Linked DNA regions of Mus musculus: regions 1, 2 and 4 are each linked to region 3. Evidence: chromatin contacts called from public HiChIP or PLAC-seq and promoter capture Hi-C data. All regions are on one chromosome and are shown on one strand. Each heading gives the region's core, a stretch centred on a gene start, on an enhancer-like site or on the middle of the called end of the contact. The rest is flanking DNA. Distances are from core to core; before and after follow the strand shown.

Region 1 (3,000 bases), core at 276-2,775, 1.7 Mb after region 3:
TTCATCTCTTCCTTTGAAATCAATTCCCACAGCCTTACTATTAATTAGTTGTCTCTTAAGAAGGATAGATTTCACGACAAAAGCATCATCCCTGGTAGCAAGAAGCAAAGAAGTCATCTTAGGAATAGAAATGCTGTTTCACTTCTCTCTACCCAACTTCTTGCTCCAGAGGGATTCTGAGAGCTCATCATACTCACAGCTCCAGGGAACACCCAACGAGGGGCCTCTGGGAAAGCAGCCTTTCCAGGACCGTTTCATATAAGTAGATAGAGATCGGAATTGCCATTAGGGGGATGACACGGATGCTAATGCCACCAAATGGTCAGGTGATAGATGACGGTGGTAGAGTGTAGGAGATTACCAGAAGAGAATAAGGCAAGAGTTTTGATTTTGATCTTTCCTAGTGAGTAGCCTCAGGTTATGGAAGGAAAACCCAACCACAAAACTCACAATCATTTCCCAATATCCTAGGGAGATCAGAACTCATAACAGTTTCAGAAACCAACTGCCAAATCTTGTTCTTCTTCTTCATTTTAGGAAACAGGAAGTTGGTTAAGTAAAAAAAAAAAATCCCCTAGTTCAGAGTGTACAGCTGGGGTGTGTCAGAGCAAGGGCATGCAGCCAATTCACAGCTACTGCAAAGTTTCTTTTCTGCCTGGGGATTCTGACTCACACTTTTCTTCTTTGAAAATTCATGTCATCTGTCTCTCATGAAGCTCAACTTTTAGAAGGTACGGTATGAATGTTGGGTGAACAATCAGTAGATATCGTGAGCCTGAGAGTGAACACTCATAGAAGATTGTGGGACTGATAGTAAATACTCATAGGAGATCATAGGACTGATAGGGAATAATCAGGGCATATCATGGGCCTGGTAGTGAATAATCATTGTATATGATGGGTCTAGAATTGAATAATCATTGTATATGATGGGCCTGGAAGTGAATAACCATTACATTTCATGGGCATTATATTTTAGGGATTAATCTTAGAGTGTCTGCATCATTGTCAGGCATAGATCACTTAATCTTTCCCTACCAGAATAGTCAATGAAGTATAAGACTTCCTGAAAAAAGTCACTATAACTTTCTGTAGACATCAAGCCTTCCTTTAGAACAGACCAACACTTCTAGTTATTTTATTATTCTAAAATAGATGCACAGAGTCCCCAAGAAACATATAGGTCATAGGAGAGATTACAGTAGAAAGGTTCCATTTCCTTTTATTGAGAGTGGGATAGGGGAGAACTGTGTTGGTGGACACTCAAGAGATCAGGAGTAGAACACTCAGAAGAATAAACCAGGTGTCTTCATTTCTAGTTCTAGCCCAGCCACCTACTGATGTTGAAACCAATCATTTCACATTGATGGGGATGGGAGGGGGCTGCAGCTCCAGTATCACAACATAGGGATTTAATTAGATTATGTCCAACCTCAGCCATGTACTCAGAGTTGCTGCTCTTGACTCTAGGAGTATTTCACAAAGAGATGGAAGATCCTGACGTAGTTAATCTTGGACCTTAACTCCACCTCCTCCTTGGAACCATGGATCATGTCAACTACACCTGGACACGGACCTTCATCCTTGCTGGTTTCACTACCTCTGGTGCCCTCCGACCTCTTGCCTTCCTGGGGACCCTGTGCATCTATCTCCTCACACTGGCAGGGAACTTGTTCATCATTGTCTTGGTTCAGGCAGATTCAGGGCTGTCCACTCCCATGTACTTCTTTATCAGTGTCCTCTCCTTCCTGGAACTCTGGTATGTCAGCACCACAGTGCCCACCTTGCTGCACACCCTGCTCCATGGGCATTCACCCATCCCCTCGTCTGCATGCTTCGTCCAGCTGTATGTCTTTCACTCCTTGGGCATGACCGAGTGCTACCTGTTAGGTGTCATGGCTCTGGACCGCTACCTTGCTATCTGTCGTCCACTGCACTACCATGCACTCATGAGCAGGCAGGTACAGCTATGGCTTGCAGGTGCCACTTGGGTAGCTGGCTTTTCAGCTGCCCTGGTGCCTGCATGTCTCACTGCCAGTTTACCGTATTGCTTGAAAGAAATAGCCCATTACTTTTGTGACCTGGCACCACTAATGCGGTTGGCATGTGTGAGCACAAGGTGGCATGCTCGGGTTCACGGGGCAGTGATTGGTGTGGCCACTGGATGCAATTTTGTCCTCATCTTGGGACTCTATGGGGGTATTCTGACAGCTGTCCTGAAGCTGCCTTCAGCTGCCAGTCGAGCCAAAGCCTTCTCCACATGCTCCTCCCATATGACAGTGGTTGCACTGTTCTATGCTTCTGCTTTTACTGTGTATGTGGGTTCACCTCAGAGCAGACCTGAGGGCACTGACAAACTTATTGCCTTAGTGTATGCCCTCCTAACTCCATTCCTCAACCCTATCATCTATTCCCTTCGCAACAAAGAGGTGAAGGAAGCCGTGAAGAGGGTCAGTGAAAAGATCAGAACTTTGTTGAGAGACACCTAATTATCTCTTTTGACATTACCCACATTCAGGGTAAATGCAACACTCAAATGGCTTGTGAATCATTTTGCAGAATCAAAATAAATGCCAATAAGTGTACCACTGAGTTTAGCACTTACTATGCTGCATATGTTCAGTCTTTTAGACAGATCAATCAGAGGTAGAGCAGAATGAGCAAAAGGCATTTTTTTCTGAATCATTTTCAACATGACAATGAAGAAATCCATGGAAGATTAAAAACTGGCATATAGAAATATTTGAATTGTATTTGTGACTTTGATAATTATCTATCTGTCTGTCTATCTATCTATCTATCTATCTATCTAATCTATCTATCTATCTATCTATCTATCTATCTATCTATCTATCTATCTATCTATCTATCTAACCTATCTATCTATCTGTCTAATCTATCTGTCTATCTGCCTTGTACCTGGTCTGCCAAAGTTTTGGTTCTGTTTTTTAATCATCAGACCACCCCCGTGTGGGTATCTGATGGCTCACAATTTATACA
Region 2 (2,975 bases), core at 128-2,627, 1.1 Mb after region 3:
CAGCTGGAGGAGAAACTCTGCTGAGGCTTGTAAAAAGGAAACTGAAAACTAGCATTTGCTTGGGCAGAGCCTTAATATATAATTATTTTGCCCCAGCATCAGGGTTTAGGACTCAGCTATAGGGCCAGGACTAGCCAAGCTTCAAAGTGAAAGAAGATAGTTGAGAGTACTTTCTGCTTTCTGTCTCCCAAGACCTGATTTTCATGATTTTCATGTCCTACTACTCATAGTGAAAATCTTTGTGAGGCGGATGGTTTGAACTCTCAGGACATACACCAGTCCCTGAGTTGAGAACTAAGGCTGCTTTGGAGAGAAGAAAATCCCCTGAGGTAAGTAAGATATGTCAGAAGTTTTCTAGAGAAAGCTTTAGGACCATTTTGCTAATCAGTAAATTAAGAGGAAAGAGAGTCCTGGGTTTCTGAGGTTAGAAAGAGGGATTAGTATTGACTGTATTCTAGAAAAGAATAAGGCTGCAGGAAGCCTGGTTCTAAACCTTCAGTTGACTGAGGAACAGAAGTTATCTTTTATTGCACCACAACTGAGACCTTTACAAAAGAAAGTGCATTTGGCCGTGGCAGGAATTAGAATATATTGTTCAGAGGGTTGACCCAGACTGAGCCTAAAAGGAACTCTGATTTTCTGGGTGTGTTGGTCTGTAGGTGTTTTATTGACATGAATTTATATTTAGAAGAGGGCTTTTGATTTCTAGCTGAAGGGGGAAGAAACATAGGGGCCAGGGAGCTATTTCTCGATAAAAGGTGAGAATAATGGCATGACAGAAAGCCTGTGATGTAACGTTAGCTTGAAAGCATCAGAGCTCAAAATTCTAAGTAACCTTAATCTAAGAAGAAAATATCTAATAAAAAAAATGTGGGGAAAAAAAAACCCAGCATGGTAGTAACACAAAAGAACAATTAAAAAAAAATCAGACACGGAATCAAATAGAAAAAAAAAAAAAAAAAAAAGAAAGAAATGCCAAGCAGATAATGTTACTCCATAATCCCAAATGTTCAAGTGACATGGCATCTTTTAAAAATTATATGTGCTTTTAATCTCTATTTCCTTTACTTTATTAGGTAATAGCAAGTTTATTTCAGTCTAGTTCCAATTGGATCCTGCTTTCCCATTTCCATAGTTAAATCCCTGGAATTTGGGGGAAGGATCATTCCTATGGTATCTGTTGAGGTTTGAATATATGCCGGCTGGTGGCTCCGGAAGGTCTTGGGACTTTCACAAGGAGGAACTTACTGGAGAAACCTTATTGGAGGAAGTGGGTCACTGAGGGCGGCCTGTGAGAGGTGATAGGCGGTCTCACTTGTAACTCTGTTTCTTTGTCTGAGCAAGAATCACAACCTGCCTGCTTCCTGTCCTGCCTGCTTCCTGTCCTGTCTGCCGCCATGCTTCCTTAACTAGCTGCTAGGTTTTTTCCTTGTCGTGATGAAATCCACCCTCATGGACCTGTAAGTAAAATTAAAACCTACTTCTCCCCTATGTTGCTAATGTTCATGACATTTTATCAAAACAGAAAAGAAACTAATACAGCAAAATGCTGGGTCCTGTTTACATATCCAATTCTGTCTTTTGCGGGGAACTGAAAAGAGATATTAAGGAAAAGTGATTGCTAAGAGATATTTAAGGAAAAGTGATTGCTACTTCCTGTTATTTTTGTTGTTAGAGGTGGAATTATATCTGTGTGGCTATATTCTTTTAGTTTTTTTGAAAGATTACTTTCTTGCTTTTTTCTAGGGTGTAGTTTCCCTCTTGTGTTGGTGTTTTCCATCTATTATACTTTGTAGGGCCGGATTTATGAGAAAATATTGTGTAAATTTGGTTATGTCATGGAATATTTTGGTTTCTTCATCTATGGTAATTGAGATTTTTGCTGGGTATAGTAGCCTGGGCTGCCATGTGTATTCTCTTAGGGTCTATATGAAATCTACCCAGGATCTTCTGGCTTTCATAGTCTCTGTGGAGAAGTCTGGTGTAATTCTGATAGGTCTGACTTTATGTTACTTGACCTTTTTCCCTTACCACTTTTAATATTCTTTTTTTGTTTGGTGCATTTGGTGTTTTGATTATTATGACAGGAGGAATTTCTTTTCCGGTCCAGTTTGGAGTTCTGTAGACTTCTTGTATGTTCATGAGCATCTTTTTGTTTAGGTTAGGGGAGTTTTCTTCTATATTTTTGTTGAAAATCTTTACTGGCCCTTTAAGTTGGGAATCTTCGCTCTCTTCTATACCTATTATCCTTAGGTTTGATCTTCTCATTGTGTCCTGGATTTTCTGGATGTTTTGGGTTAAGAGCTTTTTGCATTTTCTTTGACTGTTTTGTCAATATTTTCTATGGTATCTTCTGCATCTGAGATTCTGTCTTCTATCTCTTGTATTCTGTTGGTGATGCTTGCATCTATGACTCTTGATCTCTTTTGTAGGTTTTCTAACTCCAGGGTTGTCTCCCTTTGTGATTTCTTTATTGTCTCTATTTCCATTTTTAGATCTTGGATGATTTTGTTCATTTCCTTTACCTGTTTGATTGTTTTTTCCTGTAATTCTTTAAGAGATTTTTGTGTTGCCTCTTTAAGTGCTTATAGCTGTTTACTGTGTTCTCCTGTATTAAATATTCATTAATGATATTTTTAGGGTATGAAAGGATATCAATATAAAAGTTGAACACATTTTTACAGACTATTTGATTCTCAAAATGCTCAATATTATTAATATGTTTGATGTATAAAATACATTTAAATATTAAAAATTGAAGAAAAAAAAGAAACTAATACAGTAACTACTCTTTGGAACTCAGTGATAACCTTTGTGCCCTTACCGAAAGTGTGGTAAGTATTTCTAAGTATCAGAACATAGTTGTTAATTATGTTGTTCAACTTTTCTACTTTTTTGCTTTTTGTTTTATTTTATTCTTGGCTATTTAAAGCGTTAGTTACTGAAGGAAATGTTTTGTAATTTCTGACCATCAT
Region 3 (3,055 bases), core at 387-2,886:
TCTCTTCATGCCCACACTATTGCTATTGCTCCCAATCTAATCTAATTGCTTCCTGTTTCCACTCACACTCAAACCATCTTGCTCACTTCCATATTAATCCCCTCCAGCTTCTTTCTGTATTTTTTTTTTTTAATCTTCACTGCCCCAAAACTTGCAGTTGCTTTCCATTACCGATAGTCATTTCGGGCTATACTTCATGTGCCAACCAACCAATCATATATTTAGTCTGGGTCTTCCATCCTTCTTGAACAAGCCTGGATTCTAAGAACTAACCTTTAGCCAGCCCTCTCCTTGTTCAAGTAGTTCCTTGCCTACTTCTCTGTTTTTCCCTTTCTCCCTCTCTCCTTCTTCCTTCCTTCCTTCCTTCCTTCCTTCCTTCCTTCCTTCCTTCCTTCCTTCCTTCCTTCCTTCCTTCCTTCCTTCCTTTCCTTCCTCCCTTCTTCTCTCCCTCCCTCTCTTTCTCCCTCCCTCCTCCCCCCTCCCATTCTTCTTTCTGTGCTGGTGATGAATGGAACCCAAGACAAGCATTCTACCTCTCAGCTACAACACCCTCAGCCCCAAAGAGGCCTTTTCAAAAGGCACATGTATTCTTCATCTTATGCATTTTGAGAGTTTTAAGCTAAACTAAAATATATATAGTTTCCCTGCTTTCAATCCTGAATTTATATTAACACAGTAAGTAAAGCAGTCTATTGATATGTAGTTCAATGTCTGTTATGAATAAAAGTGGGACGTCTTTATTTTCTTCTTTAGTGTATGCCATGCATCAGATAGAGGGTACAAATCACTCAAAACAGATCAGATAATGAGAGTACATAGTGGATGGGAAGAGTTTGACGCTATTTCCTAAGCTGATGTGTCTGTGTTCCCACAGGACTTCACAATGGCAGTTCCTCTGTCATCAGTATTCTTTCTGCCATCTCCTTGGACCTGGGCCTCCTGCATTCCTAGAACCTACGTAGACGTTATCTCTTTCCTCGAACATTTGTGGGGAACCCCCTAAATAGTGACCCTTCCTTCTTCTTCCACAGCTTTGGATGTCTCCCACACTTTGCACCGTACTGCGGCTTATTTTTCCTTGCAGGAGAAGTTGCTGCAGATGGAGATGATGTTTGGTCCTCTTTTGCACCCCACGCCGCACTCTCTACACAGGGAACAGCGAATAACTTGGAAATTGTACAGGATGCCAGAGCCCTGTAGCCCCAGGAACCCAGGCCAAGTCTGCCACAGTCTCGGTCCCAGTCGCAGCCCGTCCTGAATTCATTTCCACCTCATTAACTGGGGCCCAGTCCCGCCCCCGCGGCCCTCGTCCTGGTTCCTCCATTCTGACACGGCCGCCTCACTTTTCTTCTTTCTCTTCCCCCCTGTCATCTTGCCAGCTCGGCTTCTATCGCTACGCGTATCGTCTCTTCATCTCTCTTTCTCCGGGACTCTGTCTGGGTCTCTGTTCTTCGAGTGTTTCTGCACCCTAGTCCGTCTGGGTTTGCGCTTCCTATCCCCTAAGCCCCGCCCCTTGCCTTGCCCAAATCTCTCCAATCCCCAGGCGCTGATCTGGCGCTCCGATCTGCCATTGGCCGGCTCCAAGCTCCCCCCTCTGCCTCCGCCCTCCCGACCCCCGCCGGGCCCCTCCATTCACACAAAGTTTGGCTTCGGCACTGCAGAGGGAGGGGGCGGCCCGGCCCGGCCCAACTCTGCCCCCGGCCGGCCCGACCCCGGCCCCGGCCCCCGGACAAACCCTTATCTGATTCCAGCTCCGGGTTTAAGAGTCTTGGCCCTGCCTGTCGCACAGCTCCGCTCGCCGCTCCTGCCCGCCCCGTCTGTTCATCTGTCCCGCTGCCCCGCGATTTATCAGAGCAGCCACTTCACCTTCGAGCCAAGGTAAGACTCTGGCCCTGATAAAGGAGTGCTGGGTCCTATCCACTTATCCATCGGATCCCCCTAACCCTTTGGTCCCTACGGAAGCTGGTTGTACCCTATCAGTACAATCCGGGTCTCCCTCCTTCAGTCTTGGCAGTTCCAAGTGGACTTTCCTGGGAAGGGCCCCTCATCAAGAGTACTTTACTCAGGTTATTCACCTCGGGTCTTCCATCTAAGAAAGGGGCTTCCATGATATCCCCTCCTCATGACACTTGGCAGACCTGCAGTTGCATGGGGCTCATCCGGTTACTAGAGTAATTAATTACCACACATAAGCCTGCACCCACCCACACAGGAATAGAGACACTGCCCCTTGCTCCCAGTAGAGATAAGTTACTCCTGATTCCAGCCCTTCCCCCTTGCAGTGACATTCACACAGTGACACTCATTGACGGTCTTCTGAGCACCAGTTTGTTTACACATGGGGAGAAAGACAAGCACTAGATTAGAAGACGCAGTCACCCTGATGTGCCTGGGACCCTCTTCATTTCCTTCTGGGTTCCCACTTTGAGACCCCCTCCCTACCGACATCCCTCAATCCTTGAAATTGCCTCACAAGGACAATCTCAGAAGAAGATGTTTCTTCTGGAGCAGGGTAGATTAGTGCCTATGAATTCATCCTTTAGGGATCCCCTCTCCCACTCTCTGTCTTGCCCCATCAGGGACTGACCAAGGGCAGTCATGTTAGGATGGAACTGATTCTAGGGAGGAGACCCGAGGCCCAGAATGGCCAGAAGGACAAACCTGGGAAAGAAAAAATTTAGGGGTAGGACTTCTGGTATCTCGGGATTTCATTTCAGTAACTGAAGTGCCCTGGGCAGACTGAGGCTGACGGAGAGAGGCGAGGGTGCACAGAAATAAAGACAGATTTGGATCCAAGGGAAGGCAAAGCTTAAAGCCTGCTTAGGTTGCGTATCGATACAAATTCTGATGAGAGGTTTCTGGCCAGAGAGCCCTTGCTGTGGTGTTTGAAATGTTTTTCTCCCTATGGGACAGGCGGCTTTAGGTAGTCCAAGAGGACAGGAGATGGTAAAAGACGCCTTGGGAGCCTCCTGTTTGGGGTTACATGGAAGGCACAGAGTGGGCATGGAGAGACTGGCGCCATGAGCCGGCAGTTACCATGAGCTCAATCGAGTTT
Region 4 (2,929 bases), core at 105-2,604, 1.0 Mb before region 3:
CCCACACCTGGGATTAAAACAAAAACATATTCTTATGCTTCTGTTTTAAAGAAACCAAAATTCCAGAATCCTCGCTACACCTTACTCCTTCCTCCCCATGTTCTCAAAATACCCTAGTTATGTCTCTGTCTCTCCACTTAAACACAGTTTAATACTGTTTCTGTCAACCTCAGTAGGGCCATTCTTATTCGGTTTTATATACTCTCAATAGATACTAGTAACACAATAATATGTTTTATTGTTGTGGTTTGAGGCAGGGTCTCCTATAGTCCAGACTGGCTTTGAATTCATTATGCAGTCTAAAAAACGACCCGAGCTTCCAATCCTGGCTCCACATCCTGGGTACAGAGAACATATGAGCCTCATCAATTTATGAGGTGCCAGAGATGGAACCCAAGGACATCTTGCATGCTACGCAAGCACTCGCCAGTTTCTCAGTGAGGCCACATATACTGCAAGCGATCTACTGGGTTTTGAAGCAGATAGAAAGCACCAAAAGGAGGGCAATCTTTCTCTTCCCATAACAGGAATTAGCTGAAAGGATGGCTAATTTATAACTAAAAACATCTCTCTCTCTACCTCTAAACACTTTAGGTTTTCAGTCCTGACATTAATTCCATCCATTTCATCATGAAGAATGAAAGAGCAGTGATGCACAGACACTTCTTCAGGCGCTAAGAAGTACTTTGACCCCCTACCACAGCCAGCAGAGCAAGCACCTGGTGCGAGAGGGACACGTCACCTTCCCGGAATACTGCTGTTTTTTCCTTCAAAGTCTAGCCCTACTGTGCTCCTAGCCGGAATCTCTTCTGCATCCTCCCTCCGGCCACCCGTAACGCCCCCAGCCCCCCAAACAATCGCATTTATATGAATTTAGAATTTAAACTTTAAAACCGGAAGCGGCTTCCACCCGGAGCCAATTCCCGGGGACACCTGGTTACTCGCCACCCCTCTGCTACGCGGTCAAGCACAGGAGTAAAACTGACCCGGATCAGGGACTGATATTCCTCCTTTAGTCGCTGCACCCACAATTCCCGATCTCGGGGTCCGGCGTTGGTCTTCAGCACCGGGATCTCAGACACGACCCGCCGAGTGGCCTCGTCCGCCATCTTGGACCAGGGAGCAGGAAAACTGCGGAAGTGCAGTTGCTTGTCACTTACTCACGGCGTCGCCATCTTTACTGTGGGAAGAGGAGGCGTTGGATGGCTTTAAAGCGGACCCTGAATGCATTCGATTTTTATTTATTTATTGTAAGGAAATAAAATTGACCTACGGGTGTGAGCGTCCGGAAGAACAGAATGGAGGCGGGCTACTCTGTCCACCTATCATTAAATCACCGGAGCCTGCTCAGAGAACGACTTCCGTTCATGCTCAGAAGCAATCTTGGGAAAAACTCAAGACCTTCCCAAACCAGCAAAGTTGTTTGAATTTCAGGTTTTTCTAGACTGTCTTCAAAGTCCTATCTCCTAAGATGCGCAATTTAACGTCTTTGTTCTCCAGAGTGACTTCCTTACTTTCCATCCCTGTCCTGAATAATTAACACAACTGAATTAGGAAGTATGTAAGCTTGTTTGTTTTTTAAAGGACATTGGGTCCTATATACCACAGACTTGCCTCTAACACATACAAAATGGCCCGGAGCTATTGCTTACTTCAAAATTAATCTGTTTAGGTTTTAAAACCATCCTAAAGATAAAACTTTTTTTTCCAAAGAGTTACTGAATATCTTTTGTGTGCTATATATTAAGTATATAGAAACGATTTCTTCTTAGATGAATTCACCCAAATGACTAACAGTCACTGAATGCCTATTCTAAGCCTATGGCAAGTCATCTGGTAATTTGTTGTTTTTTTATTAGACCAGGCTGGCCTCCGACTCACAGATCTGCCTGCCTCTGTCTCCCAAGTGCTGGTTGGGTAATTTCTAAATTCGTTTGAAACCAAGAAACCTCAATAAGCTTGGTGGCCCACATGTGTTATCCCAGAGCTTAGGGGTCAAGATCAGAAGATTGCTGCAACTCAATTTAAAACGAACAAACTCCATATGCCACAGCTGCTGTGATTGCACACTTTCGATCCCAGCATTTGGGAGGCAGAGGACTCTAGAGTTTTAACCTTGGTGAGTTTGAGTCTACAAAGAGAACAAATTCCAAGATGGTGGTGTCACACATCTTTAATCTCAGCCCTCAGGAGACAGAGGGCTGGCAGATCTCTGAGTTTGAGAGCCAGCCTGGTCTACAGAGTGAGTTCCAGAACAGCTAGGGCTACACAGAGAAGCCCTGTCTCAAAACAAAAACAAAAACAAAAAAATCCCAAAAAACAAACAAACAAAAAACCCCTCAAAACCAAAACAACCCCCTACCCAAAAAAAGAGAAAGAAGGAAAGAAAGAAAGAAAAACAAGACATGCTGTCCTCTGACTTACATACCTATGCCGTGGCATGTGTGCCCCTTCAACTTCAATTTAAATTTATATATTTGTATGTCATGTGAGTGTTTTACCAGCATGTATGTAAGGTACCATGTGCATGCAGTGCCAGTAGAGGCATGTAAAGGGCAACAGATGCCCTGGAACCAGAGTTACAGACATGACTTCCATGTGGGTGCTGAGAACTGAAGACTGATCCTCTGCAAGAGTAGCAAGTGCGCTTAAATCTTGAGCTGTATCTCCAGTCCTCTAGGTGAAAAAACAAACACTCAAATATAGTTTTAAGGGCTGAGGACGTAGTGTAGTGTTAGAATTCTTGCCTAGAATGCACAGAAATGGAGTTGGATCCCCATTATTACATCAACCAGACCTGATGGTGAGTGTCTGTCATCACAGGCTGAGCTACAAATAAATGATGTTGGGTTTTTCCATCCCAGATGATTTCCCTGTGTTGTTTGGTAGATTATTTGTTTTTCTTTTGAGACAAGGTCTGTGTACTCCT

The links. Promoter capture Hi-C pulls out the DNA fragments that hold promoters and counts their contacts. HiChIP or PLAC-seq counts read pairs in DNA pulled down with a chosen protein or histone mark.
Region 1: a contact with region 3 is called in an H3K27ac HiChIP or PLAC-seq map of microglia, with 5 times the contacts expected there. The contact joins the promoter of Olfr433 here to the promoter of Kcnj10 in region 3. A contact is called at or near these places in 2 of 39 promoter capture datasets (the C10 cell line and pre-B cells) and 1 of 115 datasets of contacts at active chromatin or transcription factors (microglia).
Region 2: a contact with region 3 is called in an H3K4me3 HiChIP or PLAC-seq map of bone marrow-derived macrophages, with 4 times the contacts expected there. The contact joins the promoter of Aim2 here to the promoter of Kcnj10 in region 3. A contact is called at or near these places in 3 of 39 promoter capture datasets (the 3T3-L1 cell line, cranial neural crest and pre-B cells), 1 of 115 datasets of contacts at active chromatin or transcription factors (bone marrow-derived macrophages) and 1 of 9 other capture datasets (embryonic stem cells).
Region 4: a contact with region 3 is called in a promoter capture Hi-C map of embryonic stem cells, with 2.4 times the contacts expected there. The contact joins the promoter of Ufc1 here to the promoter of Kcnj10 in region 3. A contact is called at or near these places in 2 of 39 promoter capture datasets (embryonic stem cells and hippocampal neurons).

What each region holds. Positions count from the first base shown.
Region 1 is chr1:174,040,408-174,043,407 of GRCm38.p6, forward strand. Olfr433 (olfactory receptor 433) reads left to right here and starts at 1,526. Exons shown (of 1, transcript NM_146717.2): 1 at 1,526-2,529. The coding sequence starts at 1,545. The coding sequence ends at 2,489.
Region 2 is chr1:173,419,227-173,422,201 of GRCm38.p6, forward strand. It overlaps Aim2 (absent in melanoma 2), which reads left to right and starts at 1,378. Exons shown (of 9, transcript NM_001013779.2): 1 at 1,378-1,460.
Region 3 is chr1:172,339,574-172,342,628 of GRCm38.p6, forward strand. It overlaps Kcnj10 (potassium inwardly-rectifying channel, subfamily J, member 10), which reads left to right and starts at 1,637. Exons shown (of 2, transcript NM_001039484.1): 1 at 1,637-1,878.
Region 4 is chr1:171,293,648-171,296,576 of GRCm38.p6, forward strand. Ufc1 (ubiquitin-fold modifier conjugating enzyme 1) reads right to left here and starts at 1,355. Exons shown (of 7, transcript NM_025388.3): 1 at 1,274-1,355; 2 at 987-1,180. The coding sequence starts at 1,109.